7 separate regions of the Mus musculus genome follow, and regions 1, 2, 3, 4, 5 and 7 are each linked to region 6. The links are chromatin contacts, called in public promoter capture Hi-C maps. All regions are on one chromosome and are shown on one strand. The core of a region is the stretch at or near the end of the contact, and the rest is flanking DNA. Distances in the headings are between cores, read along the strand shown. Region 1 holds the start of Wwox (WW domain-containing oxidoreductase). Region 2 holds the start of 4933408N05Rik (RIKEN cDNA 4933408N05 gene). Region 3 holds the start of Nudt7 (nudix (nucleoside diphosphate linked moiety X)-type motif 7). Region 4 overlaps Wwox (WW domain-containing oxidoreductase). Region 5 overlaps Wwox (WW domain-containing oxidoreductase). Region 6 holds the start of Cdyl2 (chromodomain protein, Y chromosome-like 2). Region 7 overlaps Wwox (WW domain-containing oxidoreductase).

The links. Promoter capture Hi-C pulls out the DNA fragments that hold promoters and counts their contacts.
Region 1: a promoter capture Hi-C map of liver shows a contact between it and region 6, with 6 times the contacts expected there. The contact joins the promoter of Wwox here to the promoter of Cdyl2 in region 6. A contact is called at or near these places in 7 of 39 promoter capture datasets (the HPC-7 cell line, cranial neural crest, frontonasal cranial neural crest and 3 more), 1 of 15 datasets of contacts at CTCF or cohesin (large pre-B cells), 5 of 484 Hi-C or Micro-C datasets (CD4 T cells, the HPC-7 cell line, liver and 2 more), 2 of 115 datasets of contacts at active chromatin or transcription factors (astrocytes and large pre-B cells) and 2 of 9 other capture datasets (adipose tissue and liver).
Region 2: a contact with region 6 is called in a promoter capture Hi-C map of hippocampal neurons, with 6 times the contacts expected there. The contact joins the promoter of 4933408N05Rik here to the promoter of Cdyl2 in region 6. A contact is called at or near these places in 3 of 39 promoter capture datasets (the 3T3-L1 cell line, embryonic stem cells and hippocampal neurons).
Region 3: a promoter capture Hi-C map of pre-B cells shows a contact between it and region 6, with 2.6 times the contacts expected there. The contact joins the promoter of Nudt7 here to the promoter of Cdyl2 in region 6. A contact is called at or near these places in 3 of 39 promoter capture datasets (cranial neural crest, hippocampal neurons and pre-B cells).
Region 4: a contact with region 6 is called in a promoter capture Hi-C map of liver, with 7 times the contacts expected there. The contact joins the enhancer-like site here to the promoter of Cdyl2 in region 6. A contact is called at or near these places in 7 of 39 promoter capture datasets (the 3T3-L1 cell line, embryonic stem cells, hippocampal neurons and 3 more) and 1 of 115 datasets of contacts at active chromatin or transcription factors (large pre-B cells).
Region 5: a contact with region 6 is called in a promoter capture Hi-C map of trophoblast stem cells, with 9 times the contacts expected there. The contact joins the enhancer-like site here to the promoter of Cdyl2 in region 6. A contact is called at or near these places in 6 of 39 promoter capture datasets (embryonic stem cells, hippocampal neurons, liver and 3 more).
Region 7: a contact with region 6 is called in a promoter capture Hi-C map of liver, with 3 times the contacts expected there. The contact joins the enhancer-like site here to the promoter of Cdyl2 in region 6. A contact is called at or near these places in 6 of 39 promoter capture datasets (embryonic stem cells, hippocampal neurons, liver and 2 more) and 1 of 115 datasets of contacts at active chromatin or transcription factors (embryonic forebrain).

The regions. Positions count from the first base shown.
Region 1 is chr8:114,438,219-114,440,918 of GRCm38.p6, forward strand. It overlaps Wwox (WW domain-containing oxidoreductase), which reads left to right and starts at 1,434. Exons shown (of 9, transcript NM_019573.3): 1 at 1,434-1,660. The coding sequence starts at 1,554.
Region 2 is chr8:114,350,203-114,352,902 of GRCm38.p6, forward strand. 4933408N05Rik (RIKEN cDNA 4933408N05 gene) reads right to left here and starts at 1,276. Exons shown (of 3, transcript NR_045831.2): 1 at 192-1,276. All of the region lies in intron 7 of Vat1l (vesicle amine transport protein 1 like), which reads left to right.
Region 3 is chr8:114,132,200-114,134,899 of GRCm38.p6, forward strand. It overlaps Nudt7 (nudix (nucleoside diphosphate linked moiety X)-type motif 7), which reads left to right and starts at 1,375. Exons shown (of 4, transcript NM_024437.4): 1 at 1,375-1,501. The coding sequence starts at 1,467.
Region 4 is chr8:114,534,346-114,537,045 of GRCm38.p6, forward strand. All of the region lies in intron 5 of Wwox (WW domain-containing oxidoreductase), which reads left to right. Among named protein-coding and RNA genes, the nearest start is that of Gm16116, 61 kb to the right of the region's middle. Within about 2 kb of position 1,421, at least 6 of the 459 cell types and tissues checked have an H3K27ac peak or open chromatin away from gene starts, as enhancers often do. A contact at or near this core is called in liver, where this site is marked.
Region 5 is chr8:114,633,459-114,636,158 of GRCm38.p6, forward strand. The region is part of intron 5 of Wwox (WW domain-containing oxidoreductase); the gene reads left to right. Among named protein-coding and RNA genes, the nearest start is that of Gm30554, 17 kb to the left of the region's middle. Within about 2 kb of position 1,388, at least 35 of the 459 cell types and tissues checked have an H3K27ac peak or open chromatin away from gene starts, as enhancers often do. A contact at or near this core is called in embryonic stem cells and trophoblast stem cells, where this site is marked.
Region 6 is chr8:116,731,563-116,734,262 of GRCm38.p6, forward strand. Cdyl2 (chromodomain protein, Y chromosome-like 2) reads right to left here and starts at 1,429. Exons shown (of 7, transcript NM_029441.3): 1 at 1,236-1,429. The coding sequence starts at 1,259.
Region 7 is chr8:114,558,446-114,561,145 of GRCm38.p6, forward strand. The region is part of intron 5 of Wwox (WW domain-containing oxidoreductase); the gene reads left to right. Among named protein-coding and RNA genes, the nearest start is that of Gm16116, 37 kb to the right of the region's middle. Within about 2 kb of position 1,371, at least 3 of the 459 cell types and tissues checked have an H3K27ac peak or open chromatin away from gene starts, as enhancers often do. A contact at or near this core is called in liver, where this site is marked.

The DNA.
Region 1 (2,700 bases), core at 184-2,683, 2.3 Mb before region 6:
CTTTTGAGTGGTGTCAAATTTTACTCAGCAAAAGTGAGTGCATCTTGTTGTTGCAAATTTCTACTAGAGAAGAAAGTAAACAATCGATTAAAAACAAACAAACAAACAAACAAACAAACAAAAAACAGGTTCAAAGGTTCCTTGCTGGGAACCAAGGCTTTGAACTGCAGGCTGATAGCGCCACCTGGCGTGCAGCTTCGGAAGCACAAGCTTGGATAGTTAAAAAATCCTCATTTCATAACTACTGTGGCGCAGATGTTTTTACAGAAACAAGATGGTCATAAAATCTCCTTAGGGTATGACTTTGTGGGTGTTGGCTTTGTCTCACACGTATTCAAGCTCCTGAAAAATCTTCTTTGCCTGGGTTTACATGCAGATAGATCCTTGTTAGATCAAAGTCAAAGCTAAACTTCCAGGAGCCAGAAATGATAAACAAATAGGGGAAGGGACTAAGTGCTGTTGTGAAGGTAGGCTTCACATTGTGGGTCTAGGATATTTATAACCAGGATTTTTTTTTCAGGTGCTTTAAAAGTCTGCTTTGCAAGTTTGTAATCAGGTGCCGCCTATGAACAAGAGAACCAAGTTATGGTTGGAAGACCATTCTCTCTTAATAGAGAATCTGGAGGCATGAGAATTTGCATGTTCTCGATTTTTGGCTCCCTTTATAGCATAGGCTGGCCTCGAACTTGTGAACTTGTGATCGTTTTGACTTACCCTCCCAAATTCTGGAGTCACTTAGTTCTCCAAGTGTAGGTTTTTTTTTTTTAAATGGCATATTTACATAAACAACACAGATTGTGAATGGAAAAATACCTGGATAGTATCAAGTCAGGACATTTACTCTCGCAGGTGTGTCCAACCTGAGGCTCGTGGCAACACGTGGCCCGGGATACTAATAAATGCTGCCCAACACAAAAATCCTAAACTTTAAGCATTGTGAGATTTTTCTTTTCTTTTTCCTATTTGGATATTCGATTGAGGGCTTCTCTAGTGTAAATTTTGGAAATGACCATGTCACAGTATCATGTCGTAGTGTCAAAAGGTTGTACACCTGCAGGGCATGGGACGAAACTGGAGCTCAGAATAATCTCATCAGAACCTTTCCCCCCTCCCCGCCCCCCCTTTATAGTCCAGTTGAGCTTGGACTACATTTCCCAGGATACTTCACTGCTGGGACTCATTCAGGATTGGGTAAAACAATAAGGAAGTGCCTTCGGGTCGCCCAGCAACGTGCAGAGTCCTGCATGATGACTGGGTAAGCACGCCCCTTCCAGGAGGCTGAGGAAGCTTATTCCAGTTTCTGAGCCGTTCCTGCTTTTCCTTCCACCCCCCACGGCCGTTCCATCTCTTCCGCGTTCCCTCCCGTGCTCTTCTCAGGCTCCGCCCCCTTTCCCGCCAGTAGCTGCAAAACCCGGAAACTGGATTACAGCCGCGGACCGGCTGGGCGAGCAGTGCGCAGGCGCGAGCGGTCTGGTCCCCTCCCGGACGCGCGCGGCGCGGTTGAAGCCAGAGTGAGTTGCTGAGGAGAGCAGGCGGCTACTTCTGTCTCCAGCATGGCAGCTCTGCGCTATGCGGGCCTGGACGACACGGACAGTGAGGATGAGCTGCCTCCGGGCTGGGAGGAGAGAACCACCAAGGACGGCTGGGTGTACTACGCCAAGTAAGCGGCCTTGGAGCGGCGTTCCTGGGAGCCGTGTCCTGCGAGGCCTGGACCCTGCGCTGCCCTGCCAGGCGGGCATGCGCATCCGAAATGCCAGCCACCTGTCCCAGGCTGTCCCCCGTTATTAGGGGATCTGGGTCAAGGTCCCGTCACCTGGCCACCCGCCGCACGCCCCCTGCCGCTCACTAGGTGGCACTGCACCGTGCGGTGGTGGCGCCTAGGTCTTACTCCTCTAAAGAGGAAATAGAGAAAACTTCAAAGCCAAGCTCCTGCCATGGGGACCTGATCTGGAGGCCCAGCAATCTGTATTTTTAAGCAGATGTCCTGGATGGCTCGCAGTGGTTTCCCAGGGAAGTCTTGGAAACCTCCACAGAGCCTTTCCCTGTTGCTAACCGTGACCTTGGGCCACTGAAAGCAAGCCCCTGACTTTTCTGTTCTCCTCATCTCTGAAATGAGCAGACACAAGAATGAATCTGTGCTGTGCACAAGGCACTCAGTGGAGAGGCTAGTAGGTTGCCCCGCAGGCGTTTTCTGTTACTTGGACTGTATCTGTGGCAAAATTGCATAGGCGTGATAGGGGATAGTAGCTCCCATAGGGGGAGCTACTGCAGCTGACTCTATGCTTGGGGACCTCTGTTCATTTTTAAGAAATAGATACTTAATGGACAAAATGCTAGGTTTTCATACAGTCTTGATCAGGCTCTGCCAGTCAAAGAATGAAAAAGCGGGAAATTCGCAATGTAGCAGGTAGCAGTGGAGAAGTCTCCAACACCTCCGACAGCAGCAGGCACAGTCAGCAGGCTGAAAGGCACTCTGTAGGGGAGGACTCGTGTTCACAGGGCAGACACACATGGAGAAAACAACTGCAAAGCCAAAGGGAACTCTGGAGCCGAAAAAATTGCAGCCTCTTCTTGAGGGCTTTGGTTTTAAGTCATTGAGGAGTTTTCATTCCCTAATTTAAGAGTTGGTCAGTTTGAAGAAAAGATAAGGGTTGGTCAACCCACATCTGTTGGGTAACGTGTCCTGATGTGGTCTCGAAC
Region 2 (2,700 bases), core at 26-2,525, 2.4 Mb before region 6:
AATATCAGAATAAAAGCAGTTCTTTGTGTGTGAAAGATAGTCAAAAACTGAAAATACATCTTATAAAGAAGTGATTTTTAAAAAAAAAAATATTAAAGCCAGGTGTCTTAGTCAGAGTTCTGCCACTGTGGAGAGAAACCATGACCACGGCAACTCTTATGAAGGAAAGCACTTAAATGGGGCCTGCTTACAGTTTCAGAGGTGTAGTCCATTGTGGTCATAGGAGGTAGCGTGGTGACATATAAGCAGCCGTGGTGCTAGAGAAGACCCTCAGAGTTCTACAGCCAGATCCACAGGCAGTAGGAAGAAAAAGATGCTGGGCCTAACTTGGGTCCTTGAGCCCTCAGAACCTACCTCCATTGACACACTTCCTCCAACATCTCCTAATCCTTTCAAATGGTGGCATGCCCTGGTGACCAGGTTTTAAAATCCACAAGTCGGGGGGGGGGGGCATTCCTATTCAAACCACCACACCAGGCACTCAATAATGCAAGTACAATGTCAGTTTGAGCAACACAGAACCCTGTTACACAGACACATCTCGCACACACACACACAAGAGCACTTTCCCCCAAGAACCTTTGTCTCTATACTTTCTGAAAACATAGACCATATATATATATGTATATATATATGTATATATATATGTATATATATATATATGTATATATATGTGTATATATATGTATATATATACATATATATGTGTGTGTATGTATGTGTGTGTATATATACATATATATGTATGTATATATACATATACATATACATATACATATACATATACATATACATATACGCCCTCAGAGGCAGCCGCTGGAGCCGGAGCTGGAGCTAGTTGTTAGCTACTGGATGCTGGAGTGAGGAACCAAATTCAGATGCTTTGCAAATTCAGCAAGCACTCTTCATTGCTAAGCAATCTCTCTAGGCCCCACAAACAGCTGTTAACACTGCTTAGAGTAGCTAAGGCTCGCTTCTTATTAATCTGGAGGAATTGCTGCCTGACTTCCTAACAATTCCTACCAAACTCTTGGCTGTGCGAAATTTCCCAAACCTGTTCTCTTCCTCGTGGCTCTAGAGGGCCACCAGCTCTATTATCCACCAGCCACGCTTTTACACGAAGTCTGCTCTGACCACCTATGAATCCCAGTTTAGGACCAGTGTTCAATCTGACAAGGCTCTGCCAACACATCGCCCAGTTGCTGGAAGACAGTGTCTCCTTCGACTGTACCCTTGGATTCCCTATATATTAAGGTTTGTTTGGTCTTGATACCATGGCAACATAGAACCCAGGCTAATAGATATTCCTCGGTGGTTAAAAGAAAAAATAACTGATAGGCAAGCAGAAAAGATGCAAAGGAAACCTTTTCTTTTCTTTTCTTTTCTTTTTTTTTTTTTAAGGGTTGGAACTTTCCCGTTTCCCCTTCATGTCCCTGCCAATGGTCAGGGATAATTAAAAATTAGACCTTGGAGTCACACAGATGCTGACAAGGGCAACATAAGGCTGATGAGACCATCTGTTTCCAGCACTAATGGAAACAAATGGCAATAAACCAAATTACTCAGATTTCATCTCTCCCTGACAGGCTCTTCCAAAACACAGATCACTGTGCAGAATCCTTTCCACCACTTGGGGGAATTGTCTGACTACCCAAAATGATCCTAAAGACAGGGTCTAGTTGTACACCTCAGATCTTGTCAGCTCCTCCCCTCAAGCATCCCTCACTTCCTGTCCTCACTGGACTCCGAATTTCTTCACCTGTCAACATTGCCCTCAGGAAAGTCTTCCTGATTCCCTCACCGCACCTCACTACTCCTCACAGAGCCGCCCCTGCATGCTTCAACGGTGCCCCCCACCCCCTCCAGGAAGCAAGGCGCCACCCCCACTCCCATTTCCCTGACTGAGCCACCTACTCCTCTTCAGAACTCAGGTCTGACCGTACACAGCTTCTCTTCCGGAAACGCCTCTCCACTCCTGAAACCCCAGCGCGGAACGCCACTTTTCTCCAAATTGAGTCATTTCCTCCCCTGGGCTCCCACGCCTCTTCACTCATTCTGAGAACGTAGCTCTTCCCACACTCTCTGGGAATTGACTGTCTCGTTGGCCCCCTCCCTCCTCTCCCAGCCTGTAGGCTTTTCCAGGGTATGCTGCTGTTGCAAGCATTCATCTGTGCTTGCTGCCTGGCAGAGAGCTGGTTGAAGTTTATACCTTGGCCAAGGTGGACTGGTTGACGGAAAAGGCACATCTTTCTCTGGGGAGATGGGAATAACACATCTCTAAGCCTTGGCTGTGTAAGGAGCCCAAATCCTTTATAACATCATCATCACAATCTGACAGCGTGGATAAGAACTTGGGTACTCAAGTCCTTGTTATAGTCGTTGCTTGGGAAGAATGACCGAAGCTCACATTTTATAAACCTTTTGGAATGTTTAAATCACATTCAAAAGCATCAGTAATGGAATATTGATACCCTTGTTCCCACAGTGATGAACACTTATGCCTCCTTCCTTTACAGTCCCTAGTAGTTAAGATAAGTCTCAGGTATTGATATTAATCTGTATGCATATATTTATTATTATTATTATTATTATTATTAATTATCACGTGTGTGTAAAAGAGAAAAAGTGAGAGAAAGAGGGAAGAAAGGAGAGGAGAGGGAGGGAAGGAGAGAAAGGAAGAGAAAGAGAATGGTGTGTGTG
Region 3 (2,700 bases), core at 125-2,624, 2.6 Mb before region 6:
TTTTGACTCATTCTTATATATTACTTAATTTTACATTCAATTTCTTTGAATTTTAAGAGAAGAAAAGAAAAATAAAAAAGAAGTAGAAGACATGAATTGGGGAGGCAGATGTGGTTGGGGGTTCTGGGAGGAAAATGGAGGGGTATGGAAGGTGGGTGTTATTGTAATCACTTACAATAGATACATTGTACTCATGTGTGACATTAGGGAAGGATATATGAATTGTAAAGCCCATCATTAAGTTTGTGTGTCAGACACTATGCCAGTCTTTGGAGAAGCCTGCCTTGCTCCCCTCTCCCCCCCCCCCCCCAGTCTCAGTTCCGGCCAGCCTCCCCGCTCAGCTCACACTCTCTCTCAGCTCTGTGTGAGGTGATGGAGCTCTCCCATTGCTAGGCAGTTCATCCCTGAAAACAGGTGCAGGTGTCAGACAGCAGCATCTACCTACACTGGGGACCTGCCACCCTCCTGGGACTTAGTAGGTGTGTGCTTCTGGGCAGTCTGCATTGCAGCAGGACACTGGAGACATTGATACTGGGGTGGGGGTGGAGGTGTGGAGAGCTACATGTTAGACACTCTCTTTTGGCCAGGAGTGAGGAGCTCGGCCTGGTTTTCCAAGCCCCCAACTCTCCACCCAGCCTCCTTTTCCCCTCCCAGCCTCTGAGCCTACCTACCTGAGTTTCATTCCTGGAACTCACAGGGTGGAAGGAGAGAACTGGCTCCTGAAAGTTGTCCTCTGATCTTCATACATATTCTGTAGCACACACACACACACACACACACACACACACACACACACACACACGCACGCACACACGCGCGCGCACACACACACACACACACACACACACACACACACGCGCGCACACACACACACACACACACACACACACTAGTAAATAAAATGTTTTGTTTTTGGTTTTTGGTTTTCGTTTTTGTTTGGTTTTTCAAGACACGGTGTTTCTCTATGTAACAGTCCTGGCTGTCCCAGAACTCACTTTGTAGACCAGGCTGCCCTGGAACTCAAGAGTAATCTGCCTGCCCCTACCTCCCAAGTGCTGGGATTAAAGGCATGTACCACCATGCCCGGCAAGCGTAATTAATTTTTAATTTTTTAAAATTAAGTACTTTTTACAACTGCTTATTGCAAATTTTCTCACATGCTCCATGGTTTTGAAGAAGCCCACGCTACTAGACAGCAATCTTTTTTTTTTTTTTTTTTTTTTAGTGTATTCAACACTTTAAATCCGGTCAGCACCACCTTCGGACCTAACTCCGCCCCGAACACGCCCTACCTATAGGCCCCGCCCCTAGCACTTCGGGCGTCTTTGAAGGGCCCCGCCCTCAGCCTCTCCTCCCTGAAAAGTCCCCGCCCTCATTCCTAGCTGGGGCTACTAAGCGCATGCGCGTCAGAACTATTTGCTTCCCGAAGTCTCCTGCTGCTAGTAAGAGGAAGTACTGCAGGGCTGATGTCGCGACCTTGTGGACTCCCGGAGCCTGTCAGGTAAAGCTCTCCGGCTCCAAGCACCGGAGCCTGACCAAGCCGGGCTCTGATCATTGCACAGGCCCTATCTATCCACCCTGCAGTTCAGGCTCCTCAGGGCTCCCCTCCAGCCGGAACTTTGCTCTTCTGCTCCTGGGGACAGAGTTGGGGTTTTCACCTAACAAGATTCACACACGCGCAGGCGTGTCCTCATCTCCCAGGGTCACAGCGTTTCCCTTTTGCCAATCCGAGTCACTCTTCAGGAACCCCCACAGCGGAACCTCAGAACCCCAACATGGCCAGACAGTTATGCATCAGCCAAACAGAGTTCAAGTTCCTGGGTGGCTTCTTCCACCCATAACCGAGGTTCTTGCTCAAGGCATTGCTGCTCCCAGCCTGGCCTCAGTACTACAAGGCTGTTCTGAGAACTCAACACAGAATGGGCCAGCCCTGCTCCTATTTTGATGGTATTGTCTCGACACAATTAGACTTTTATTTTCCTGCTGCCTCTGGGCAGTTCTAGGGGTTGTTTAAAAGCCTTCTTCCTCTTTGGCTGGCTAATTGTCTTTTCTGGACAGAGGCCTGTGAGTATCAGCTGTACTGTGTGCCAGCTTTCATTGGCCCTTTCCAGGACATTTGATTGGTTTGCAGCCAGCTCTCTGTCACATGGATGGGATGGGGCTTGTGGGGGGGGGGGGCGGTGTTTGAGAATAAGCAAACCCCTCTAACCAAAGGCTTGTTAAGGATGCGCTAGTGATTAACACTCACAGCTCAGGGCCACCTTGTTCATGAACTGGCCACTTTACCTGCACGGCTACCCTCGAGCAAGTTACAGATGAGGACTTCTCGAGGCTCCAGGAGATGATGGGTAGCCCAGGCTGATCTCAAACTTTCGGTAGTCGTTCTGCCTCAGCTTCTCCAAGCACTAGGAGGTTGCAGGTGTGAGCTAGTTACCGCACCCGGCTCCACCCAGCTTTTGAGATGGAATGAGTTCTGGCTGACCTAAACATCTGGTTTTGCACAGTCATACTGCGGAATAGTGAGAACTAATGTTACACTTTCTACAGCCACTGTGACAAAGTCCTACCAACTGGATGACTTGAGGAATAGCAATTAGCCTCTCTTGGGTCTGAAGGACCCATAATCAGGTCTGAAGTCCATAATCAAGGTATTAGCAGGCACACAATCAGAAGTCTCTGGGGATGTTCCATTGCCCCTTC
Region 4 (2,700 bases), core at 171-2,670, 2.2 Mb before region 6:
AAGTGAGTGTGAACTACATCTACATAAAGCTGCACTAATTTTAGAAAAAGTGCCTCTTGAATTGTCCTCAGTAGAAAATACTCTGGAGACTCTATTTTGATTAATTCAAAATTAATTTATGATGGGTTCTCCAATGGCATGTGCCGACACGTAGCGTGTTTATACAAGTTTATTTGAGACGGGTGCATAGAGTGTGCTATGGTTTTGCTCAGTATGTTTTTTAGTTGGGGGTTAATTTGGGGAGGGGGCAGTTATATTTGATATCTGTGAATCCTGTGTGCTTTATTATGGAAACATCAATCTAAGCAGAAATTATAGCATTACCTTATTCTGATTGCACACACTGCTATATCGAGTTTTACTGTCCCCCACACAAGTTTTCAAAGTAAACCATGCTTGTTCAGTTGCAGTAATAACCAAACTGAACAACCACTTGTGATAGTTACAGCGTTTGGCCCCAACTCTAGGACAGGAGTTACTGTGATAGACAAGTCCCCCACACCTCTGTAAATTCTTCTGCTCTCTTAGCAGTCTGCCGTTGATCTCCTCCCCCCCCCCCCCCCCCCAGATTGGAACTTGGAAATCAAAGTTTCCTGTTCCGTTTTTACCAGCCCGTTGAACTCAGTAGTCTTACATTGTGGATATTTTAACCTTTGATTATCTGTGGACAATTGAAAATATTAATTTAAAATGAGCTTAGTGTTTTCTTCCATAAGACGTGTAGGGATAAGAAGGCCGCTTATGTGTCCCATAGTATTGAAAAGTTTACAGGTCACCTGACAAGTGCTGAGGCAGCGAATGGGCTGGGACAATAACCAGTTCCATGCTAGAGTGTGAGCGAAGGCGTCTCAGCTGCACGGCAGGGTGGGGGTGATCTTGTCCTCCCCTCCCTTGCTCCTTCCTTCCCTCCCTTCCTTCCATACACCCTGGTAGGTTCTTTTGGGCTCAGCCTAACACCAGGATTGAAACTATCTATTGAGAACCTCGACTTTATTACCTGAAGCTAGAAACCTTTATTGAAAACACTTTTAATTTACTTAATTTTGGCCATCTCATGCCGTGTATGTTTAGACTCCTTAATTTCTTTTTCTCATCTAAATGTACAGCGAGTGTATCTTTGAGCAGGTAAGCCCCGGAACTGGCTTTATTATACATTATACCAGCAAGTTAAGTTTGATTCATTTGAATTTTTAAAATCTCCAGAGCTTTGAGAACGACTTTGGAACATTCTTTACTGTTGGAGCTTAAAGAAAATAAATCTCAAATGTGCTCCTTATTAATTCACCTGCTTGGCAAGCAGAGATGAAAGGGTTTGGCGGGGTTTTCCTATTTTCTCTGATTTCTGTTTGTACTGGAGCAAACTGCCCTTTGCACAGAGTGGCCGAACTTTCATAAAACACAAAGATTTCATTATTGAGATACGAAGAACAAGGGGCAATGTTGTGTTATAAACAGGCCTAGAACCTCCCGTGTAGCTGGTTTGTGTGAGATGTGAGGGACTTGGTAAAGTACTTAATTCGGTGAGCTGTGAATTAAGAGCAGGACCAGGAAACAAAACTTTGTCTCCCTTCAGAAGGTATTTTGAGTGCATGAAGTAAAGAAAAGGGATCAGGTAAAGACGTGAGTTCCTCCACAGAGAGGCAGGAACGGCTTCTCAGTTCCTTTCCAATCTGGGGATCTGGGAACCCACGGCTGCTGATCAGCTTCTCTGGAAATGAGAAGACACAAGGCACAGTGCACACCTTGCAGCCAACTGACGGCTCACCCCAGCTGGTGTTCCTGTGCGACCCCACAGTGGGAAAGTTTGTCATTTGTTTTTGACACATTTCTCTTTGATTTCATACTCTCATTCCTACAGGTCTGGCCTTCCTTCAGGGCCTTCTTGGCGCAGCAGACTCCGTGTATTCAGTTTAGGTAATTTATCACTGCACACCGTGTCTCCTTAATACCTAATCTCTCTCCTTAACACTTTCCCTGTCTTCCAAGCCAGCAGCATAAAGAAGGATTCCAGGGGAGTGGGCCTTAGAGCTTCTGCCAAGAAAAGAAAGGTCAAGGTCCACGAGGTCCCCAAACATCCCACAGATTCACTCCACTGCCCTCCCTTTGCAGGCACGAGTGCAGAACATTGACAATTCACCAAAAGTCACTGCGTGGCTTGGAACAATGGCCCTGTTTTCTCTGCTTGAGGGCTAAGATGGCCACAGGGAAAGAAGCCAGCCAGATCCAAGAGGGCCAAGGGGGCAACACTGTCTCTTCTCTTAGAAAGCTTAAGGGAAGCCAAGAGTTTTGCAGCTCATTACCAACATGAATTTTATTCAGGGCCAGGGGCCCACCTGTGCCTTATTAGAAGTGAGTTTAGCTGTGACAGCATGGGCTGAGAGTGAGGAGGAAGGGAGGGGGCAAGGAAGGGAGGTGGGGGAAAAGCCCCACTAGGTACAACAGAGCTTAGGATAACATGTCTAGAATCTTTCATGTCATATAAAGCATGTGCCGATCACTAGCTGTGAGGAAGGTGGGGAGGAAAGACATGGCGAGTAACAGTCAACTTCTTCGTAAAGAAAGGGTGAAACGACATTTCTCTTCTGCAGACACGTCACTGGCAGTACCTGTTAACTTTAGGCATAGGCCAAGTGTCAACCCTGGAGAGAGACGACCAGTGAACAGCTCCTCCTGCCATTTAATCAGTCCGCTGCATCGTAT
Region 5 (2,700 bases), core at 138-2,637, 2.1 Mb before region 6:
AGTTGCACTCAGCAACCATAAATCATGACCCATCTCTTCCAGTCTCCAGGGGTGGTGTTGGGCACCCTGCACTTGCTCCCCCTGGAAATGTCTGCTGGACGCAGGGTGAAGCTTCTGAAACCTTTTCAGCCATCACAGCCTCATAACTGTTCATCGGTCTTTTAAGTAAGGATGCATTCTTCCAACTCCCAAGCAGATAACATTTATTCATTCATTCATTCATTCATTCATTGTGTCTGTTTGGTTGGTTGGTTTTGGGTTTGGTTTGGTTTGTTTTTGTTTTTTAGAGACAGGGTCTTACATGTCCAGGTTAGCCCCAAACCAAATAAACGCTTTAAGATGACCTTGAAGTTCTGATCTTCCTGCCTCGGCCTCCATACTGTTTGGTTTATAGACACAAGCCACAATGGCAGGCTCATCGTGAGCTTAGAAAGCCATTTTTAGTAACACTTTTTCTCCCTCAGACCTCCCTAGCTGTGGCCATATCATTTTATCTGTGACATTTGTTGACAACTCCAGCGAATCCCCTGAGCCGTGACTCTCATCAGTGCTAACGCTGTGAGACTCTTCAATACAGTTAGTTCCTCATGTTGTAATGACTCCCCCCCCACCCTAAAACCATTTTCATTGCTGTTCCATAGTTGTAATTTAGCTACTGTCGTGAATCATAACGGAAATATATGATATGTAGGATACCTGATATGGGGCCCGTGTAAACCCTTTGACCTCCAGGTTGAGGACCACTGTCCTAGAGCTTCCCAGAGAGAACTTTAAAATTAAGAGATTGTTGAGTCCTTTGCTCTAGGGCTCTGACTCAACCTCCCCAGCCCTGGGGCTGCAGAAACGCCACACCCAGCTGAGCCATTCTTTCTTAACTGTTACAGGAAACTCCCAGCTCCAATACAAACAAATGAAATGCTGCTTGTTCCAGGCACATCTGGTGATAGCAGAACTGTGTGGGAGCTAGCCTGAGACAGTGAGGGAGCTAGCCTGAGACAGTGGGGGAGCTAGCCTGAGACAGTTGGGGAAGTAGCCTAGGCTTTTAAAAAATAATCTAACCTCCTCCTACCTATTTTACTGCTGTAGGTGGGTCTGGCCTCGCATCAGAGTTACTGATGTATGTATCATTAGTGGACTTCTTAAAAAAGTTTTTAAAGAAAGGAAAGAAAAAGAGCAGCTGAACTCTCCCCCCACCCCGACCCACCCGCCAGGCACACTCCCAGATTTGACTTGCACAGTTTGTCTGTGGATTGATTGGCAGGTGGGTTTATTTTTCGTGGGGTTGAGTTTGGAACCAGAATCGTCTGCAGGCACCCTATCACTGAGTGAACTGTAGCTCCGCCCACCTGCCTGGAGTTCAGGCATAGAACTAGAAATCCTTCTCTGTGAGGCCCTTGGGCAGGTTGTGTAATTTTCTACCTCTCCCCCAACTGAAGGTGACTAAGAAGGTGATGGGGAGGAGGAGGAGGACCACAGTCCTCGGGGAGTGCTGCCAAGTAAATGCTAACTGCTGTATCCATAGAGCAGTGTTTCCTGGGGACCTTCTGTGCTCCATGCTGGGAGCCAAAGGGGACTGAGATACAGAAAGGAGATAAAATGGAGTCAGGTGACAGTGTTACCACCTCATTGGCCTCCAGTAGGAATGGCAGTTTCCCCCCTGCAGACCTAGAGTGTGCTGAGAACCTACCCCCAGTGAAGCGAAATGGCTTTCACACACTGTCCATGTCCTCCTTGCTGTAGTCTCAAGGCGGGCAACCTTTGCTGACATGGTTTTAATTATCATAAGAAACCATTACAGGGAAATTACAACCCGGGGGCATCTGCGTGCTAACATTTGGTTCTGGTTTTTCTTGAGACTGGAATTTCCTCCTCTGGCTACCCATGGTCCAGCCAGGTTCTCCTCTGCTGCATTGGGGGGGGGGGGGGGGGCAGGGGCGTGGGATACTGAAATAAAGAAGGATGAAGCATGGGGGAAGGGAGCTGTGATGTTTCTTAGAATAGTCCTCTGCCTCAGAGGTTCTGGAAAGAGCTGTCATTGTGTTGGCTGACTCTGTCACCAAAGGGCCGGGATAACAGCTAAAATAGCTCTCGAGGCTTTGTGGGCAAAAGCGACCTGGCTCCACTGTTGTGCTGGAGGCATTCGAATGGCACTTGAGGGCAGGTATCAGGGTCTGGCGTCAAATCATACGCTGCTTAGCAGTGTTTTCTATGTAATAAAACACGCCATTTCCTTCCCACACCCCTGGGCAGTGTAGATAGTCATAGAGAAAGCCCTTTGCAGTGTAGATGCTGTGTGGTTGGGACAGGTGTCGGAAGGGGTCCTTTCTCTCTTTTCCTAGTAACAACTTGTTATTGTCATTGGAATTGTCTGCCTGGCATTATGTGCCCCGCCCCTGCTCTCTCTCACACACACACACACACACACACACACACACACACAGGAAGGGGGTATATGTTCCAAGAAAACACTGGAAGATCTTCATTTTAATAATCTCTGATTTAGTGGAAATGAGTAGTTAAATAGGACCTGGTGGTGAGGCTTGGAATCCCAGCTACTGCAGAGGCTGAGCCAGGAGCGTCTCCAGCTGAAACCCAGTCCAGTCAACTTCATAAGACCCTGTCTCCTTGTACAAAGTAAAAATACAAGTGTTGGGGGACATAGCTCAATGGTGGAGCTCTAGTCTCTCAAATACTAGGCCC
Region 6 (2,700 bases), core at 179-2,678:
GTGGGAAACTCAACCTGACCCGTGTGACACTGGTTTCTTGCAGTATCTGCAGGCCTCCTGGGAGAAGGTGGCCAGGCCCTTTGGCTTCTTTATTCAGACCCTTTTCGTGAGAACAAACACCTCTTGAAGGGCATACTCCCCCTGGGATCAGTGGTGGCTTCTTATTTGTCCAGGAGTCCAAATCCCACTCAAGAACTGTTGTGGTCCCGAGGCCAGCTAAGCCCTCTCTCCCCAGGGACCGTGGGTATTTCTTGTCCAAAAGATGACAGATGGACGCCTTCTTTCAACATTTTGAACCGATTTCAAAATATCCAGTGCCCACTACTACCTGTGTGACCTTAGAGACAAGTATGACCCCCTTAGTGTGCCAGTGGAGTTCTGGGAACTGGATTCACACCCATGTCCTCTGACAAGTCTGACCACCCACATACAAGTTTCAGGCCAGCTTCCCTTCCACCTGGAGGGTCCCTCTGCAGCCCCTCTTTCACCCTAGGAAGCATGACACCAGCAGAGGCGACCAACCCCCAAGCCCTTGCCAGGAGAGCTTCAGAGTCCAGAGAAGGGGGACACTAGGCAGCAGGTGGGGGGAGGGGGCAGGCACTCAGTGGCCCCTGTGGAACTGCAAGAGTGGTGTCCCCAGGGCACCCCCTCCCCCGTGCCCCAACACTCTTGTCCTTTTCATTCCCCTTCCTAGGAACCTGGCTCCGCTTTGATCACCCACCCAACCCACACCCGCGCACCCCCGGGGGCTCAAGACCCCTAAATTGGGCCGTCCGCAGCGCGGGCCCCCCCGCATTCCCTCGCACGCCCGGCGACTTTTTTTTTCTTTTTCCTTAATTTTTTTTTTAACCTGTACTTTTTTTTTCCACACTCGGGGCGGCTCGTCGGGGCTGAGCAAGCACCTCCCCGGGACCGCTACCTTCCCTCCCTCCGCCCCGGCTCCGCCCGGCTTCCTCCTTCCCCTCTCCAAGGCCGCAAAGTAGATGGAGTAAGAGAGTGTGTGCGCGAGAGAAAGAGAAAGAGGGAGCGGGCGCCGCGGGAGGCGGCGGCGGGAGGCGCGCCCGGCCCCCGCCACCCTCCGGTCCCCGCCGCCACCCTCGGGTCCGCCGCCACCCTCGAGTCCCCCAGCCGCCCTCCAATCCCCGGCGCCACCACCCGCGGGCTCAGGACTACGCTCACACCAGCTCGGCCAGGCCCGGTTCCCCGGCGCCGCCCGCGCCCCGGCTTCTCCGTACCTCGTAAAGGTCCCCAGAAGCCATGCCAGGCTGCGGAACTTGGCTCGCCGGGTGTGCGCGTCTTGCTCGCTCGCGCGCTCCCGTGCGTGTGCGCGCGGGGGGCCCGGGTTGCGCGCGCGCGTGAGCGCGTGTGTGCGTGCGTGTGTATAAGTGTGTGGTGTATGTGTGTGTGTTTGCGTGCGCGCGCGCGCGCGTGTCTGTGTGTGAGTGTGTGTGAGAGTGTGTGCGCGCGAGTGTGTGCGGCGTGTTGAGTAAACTGTGTTTTTGCAGAATGACAGGCTTGGGGGCCGCCTGTGCGCAGAATCGGAGCGGGCGGCGGCGGGGCTGGCGTAACCGGCGGCGGCCGCGGCAATCGCGGCGACACGCGAGCGCGGGCAGGGGCGACCGACGGCTGCGCAGCGCGCCCTGAGCCTCGGACGCGGCCCCCTGAGCGCCCGGGCCCCCGTGTCCCGAGGCCGGTGACTGTAGCGCTCGGCTCGCCCCGGCGCCGCCTGCAGGAAGCCGCCCCGCGCCCGCCGCCCGCCCGGACGCTGCTGCCACTGGGCGAGTCCCCGCCTCCCGGGAGCCCGGCCCGGCCCCCGGGGCGGAGGGGGCGGCGGCCACCGAGGGCCGAGCCCGGGTACCGCTCCCGAGCCCGGCCGCGCGCGCAGCCGCGAGGCCCCCAGAGTACCCGGCCAGGTGCCCACCCGGAATGACCTGCCCGGGCTGCGAAGGGGCGGCCAAGAGGCAGGTATCAACCTGCAGGTCTCAGGCAAGGGAGCCCCTCTTCAGTCCTGCTTCTAGCTCCAGAGTACCCCACTCTTCTCCTTCCCGGGGAGGGGACTGGGCACGTTCTTAGGAAAACTGGCCCCTCGGAGCTGAGGGGCCCCCTTGCTTCCAGGATGAGTTTTCAAGGAGAGGAGAGAGGAAGTGGCTGGTCCACAGGCTCCAAGGAGAGCCAGGACAGTGGCAGTCACCACTAAACCCTGCGAAGTGTTTTAGAGCCAGACATGGCCTCCCCTGGAAGCTCTCTTGCCTCACTATCCAATCAGTTAATCAACAAACATTTCCCAAAGTCCACCCAACTACAAGTGTCTGCAGCCACCAGTGAGACCCTGCCCACACTGGACTTTGAATCCCAGAGGGAAGAGGAGATGCGCATTAGGGAAGAGAGGAAGGGTTCCTTCAATGTCTCAACAGGAGTTCCCTCTACTGCTGGGCTACAGAGGTAGAGTTACCTCTTTCTAAAAAGTTATCTCCTCCTAAAAGCATCCTGTATGTATGGTCACCTTTGTACCTAAAGGCTTCTCTTTTTAAAATAGTACAACTCTCTCAGAATCCCGGGGTGAGTGTTCTGACATTGGAGAAGGACACAAGGGACTCAGGCTCCAAATGTCTGTCCACCTCGTCATTTTTTTTTCAATTTTTTTACATTCAAATATGTAATGAATATGAACCATATCCTCCTTTGGTCGTTTGCTGTTTG
Region 7 (2,700 bases), core at 121-2,620, 2.2 Mb before region 6:
TTTGGATGCTTCCTAAGTTGGTTCCCGCCGCACCCTGTGGACCATTGTCCTCGCCTCCGACGATGGCAGAATCCCAAGTACCAAGATGTTTCAAGACGTTCCTGGGCCATAATTAACCTTCTTCAAAACTAAGAGGGAAGAAAGTCAGGGAAAGGTCTCCTGTAATCCAGAAAGGGCAGGAAGGAAGAAAGGCTCCCCAGCAGTCTTGAAAGCCTGCTCTTTTCCGTTCCATATTAAGAAACCTCCTAAGAATACAGCCCTCCTGCAAATGTCTCCTCTTCTCCAAACTGAAAGAGCGTGCGCTTGAGCACAGGCCAATCCAAGCTGGCCGCCCTTCCCAACTCTCTGTAGCCTGGCTCGTTTGCCACACCTGTGACTGCGTTCCTGGCTCCCAAGGAAAGCTAGATTTTCTTTTGCCATCGTGATTGCATGATGAGCCCACTTAATGGAATTAAGTGAAAACTCATCTGAATTGTGTATCCCAAGACCCAAACTGCTGCATCCAGATAAAACCAGATAGGACCCAGTTTGCAGGGTCTTCTGCTGTCTTCCCCCAAGAGGTCCATGCCCCATGACCTAGTCTTTCTCCCTCTCTGTTGAATGCTCCTCTATTTTTGAAATCACGGATTCTGCTAGTCTATTCTTTAAACCCAGGGAGGGGGCACGGGAGAGTATCGGCCCCTTCAGAAAACGGCTAACAGGAAGCCCAAGGCATCTTTCAGTGTAGGTTTTGCCTGCTGCTGGGAATGGCTCCATCAATCACGGTTGCTCACGTTGAGCCAGTCTTTATGTCAGTTCAACCGTCTTCCATCAAGTTCGGTGAAGCAGAGTCCAAGAACAAGATGAATGTCCAAGCCACTTCAGCGGGGTGGAGAGGGCTTTGCTTTTAAATGCCCACGTTGTTTTCTTAATATTTTCTCCTTCCTCTTCTGAAGCCAGTTTCTTAATGACCATCACTCATGGATTCGTTCTTTTCACCTTGTTCAGGAGGAGGGATGGTGCCAGGCTGTAAGTGCAGGCAATTGATCAGTTGAGGAGGTGTATTCATTATCTGTCCTCTGCTCTCAAGAAAGGGAAATAAATCCCAGGACCCCCGGGGGTGATCCTCATAGCCACAGGAATGCGAGAGGCCCCATTCTCCAGTCGGTCCCTAGCAACACAGTCTGGTCGGTTGGGAGTCTTGCATGAGGATGTATTATTGACCCACACAAGATGGGATAACATGGCTGTTCAGAGGGATGGAGTTTGTATGTCTCTGCCACAGTGCCGTTTACACTTTTGTTGCCAGAAATCTACGGGATCCCTGCCCTCGCCTGGCGTTGTGTCGGGTTCTGTCCTTCTGAAAATATTTGTTGAGTGACTGCAGTGTACAGAACCGTGGGATACCAGGAGTAGATGTGAAGAAACCTGGGAGGGTCCGAAGTCCCCGGGGCAGCTCAGGGAGAGGAGTGTGTTTCCACTGACACTCTTTGAAGTGCTGTGACAATAAGAAGTTGAAATGTTTTATGAAGTCTTGAAAAATCTTCCCTCAGTGGACCTCGCTCCCTTGGCCACCTGTGGGCCTTTCCATGCCATGCTGCGGAACTGGGAACCTTGGGCCTCGAGCAACAGTAAGGATGCTGACCAGTCCTGCAGGAGGGTGATGGGTGAACAGGGAGGTAGCATGCGAATACAGATGATAACTGTACCATCTGCGTTGACCCAGATATCACCCAAAATCTCCTCTCCCTTTCTTTCTGTTAGCTCAGTGCAAACTCTAACTTTGCATAGTCCCACTGGTCCTGTGAAAAACTCATGGCCTTCTCTGGCTCTCAACTCCTGGGTCTGTGGTCTTGGGCCACTTTCTGATCCCCTGGGCATGCGCTTGTGGTTCATGTGTGCCCAGCTAGATGTGGGATTGTCCCCTTTCCTCCCTCCCAGTTATACTTGGCATCCTGCAGCACCTCTGGGTTGCATCCCTCAATCAAGAGAACCCCTGTGCAAGTGGAGCTGTGAACACTCATCTCTGTACAGTGGGGCCTGAATGGTGAATCTCACAAGACCATTTACTCTGGAATGGGCCAGGCAGACCATGGGAGGTGACAGTGATGGTGCCACGAACACTCCTTAGGTATCCACTCAGGGCTGGGCTCAGTGCGCCATGTTCTCTGCACATCCTCTTGGCATCACTGAAGGTAAGTTCTCTGGCGTCCTGTGCTACTGATGAGCAGGCATGGTCCCGTCCTCTTCCCTATGCTCTTGGATTGGTCCTGAGGGTGTAGACAGTGTGGACTTGCCTCTACTGCCTCCCCAGGCCCGCCTGCTCTTTCCTGAGCTCTTCCTGTACCATCACAAGCCCCCTACGGTGCTCTGGGTACTGGAACTTAGTGCTGAGCTGGGTGTCTCTGCCCTCTGCACTGTCACTGGAGAAGCCTGGGTGGTTTTTTAAACCCTGTAATATACTCAGCTGGTTTCAGGCAGAGGTGAGAAGGCGTGGCCTGTGGAGGTTGACCCTTGTGGTTGTGAATGTGGGAGGGGTAAGAATTTAAATCTTGAACATGTTCTAGGATAATTGAAGTGACTATTTTAGCAACATTTGAGTTTTCTGTTTTTTATGCGCTAACACATACACACACACACTCCCCCACCCCCACATCTCCCCCCTCCCCCAGCCAGGAATGAATGAAAAATCACCAGCTAGATATCTAGATTGTGGCACCA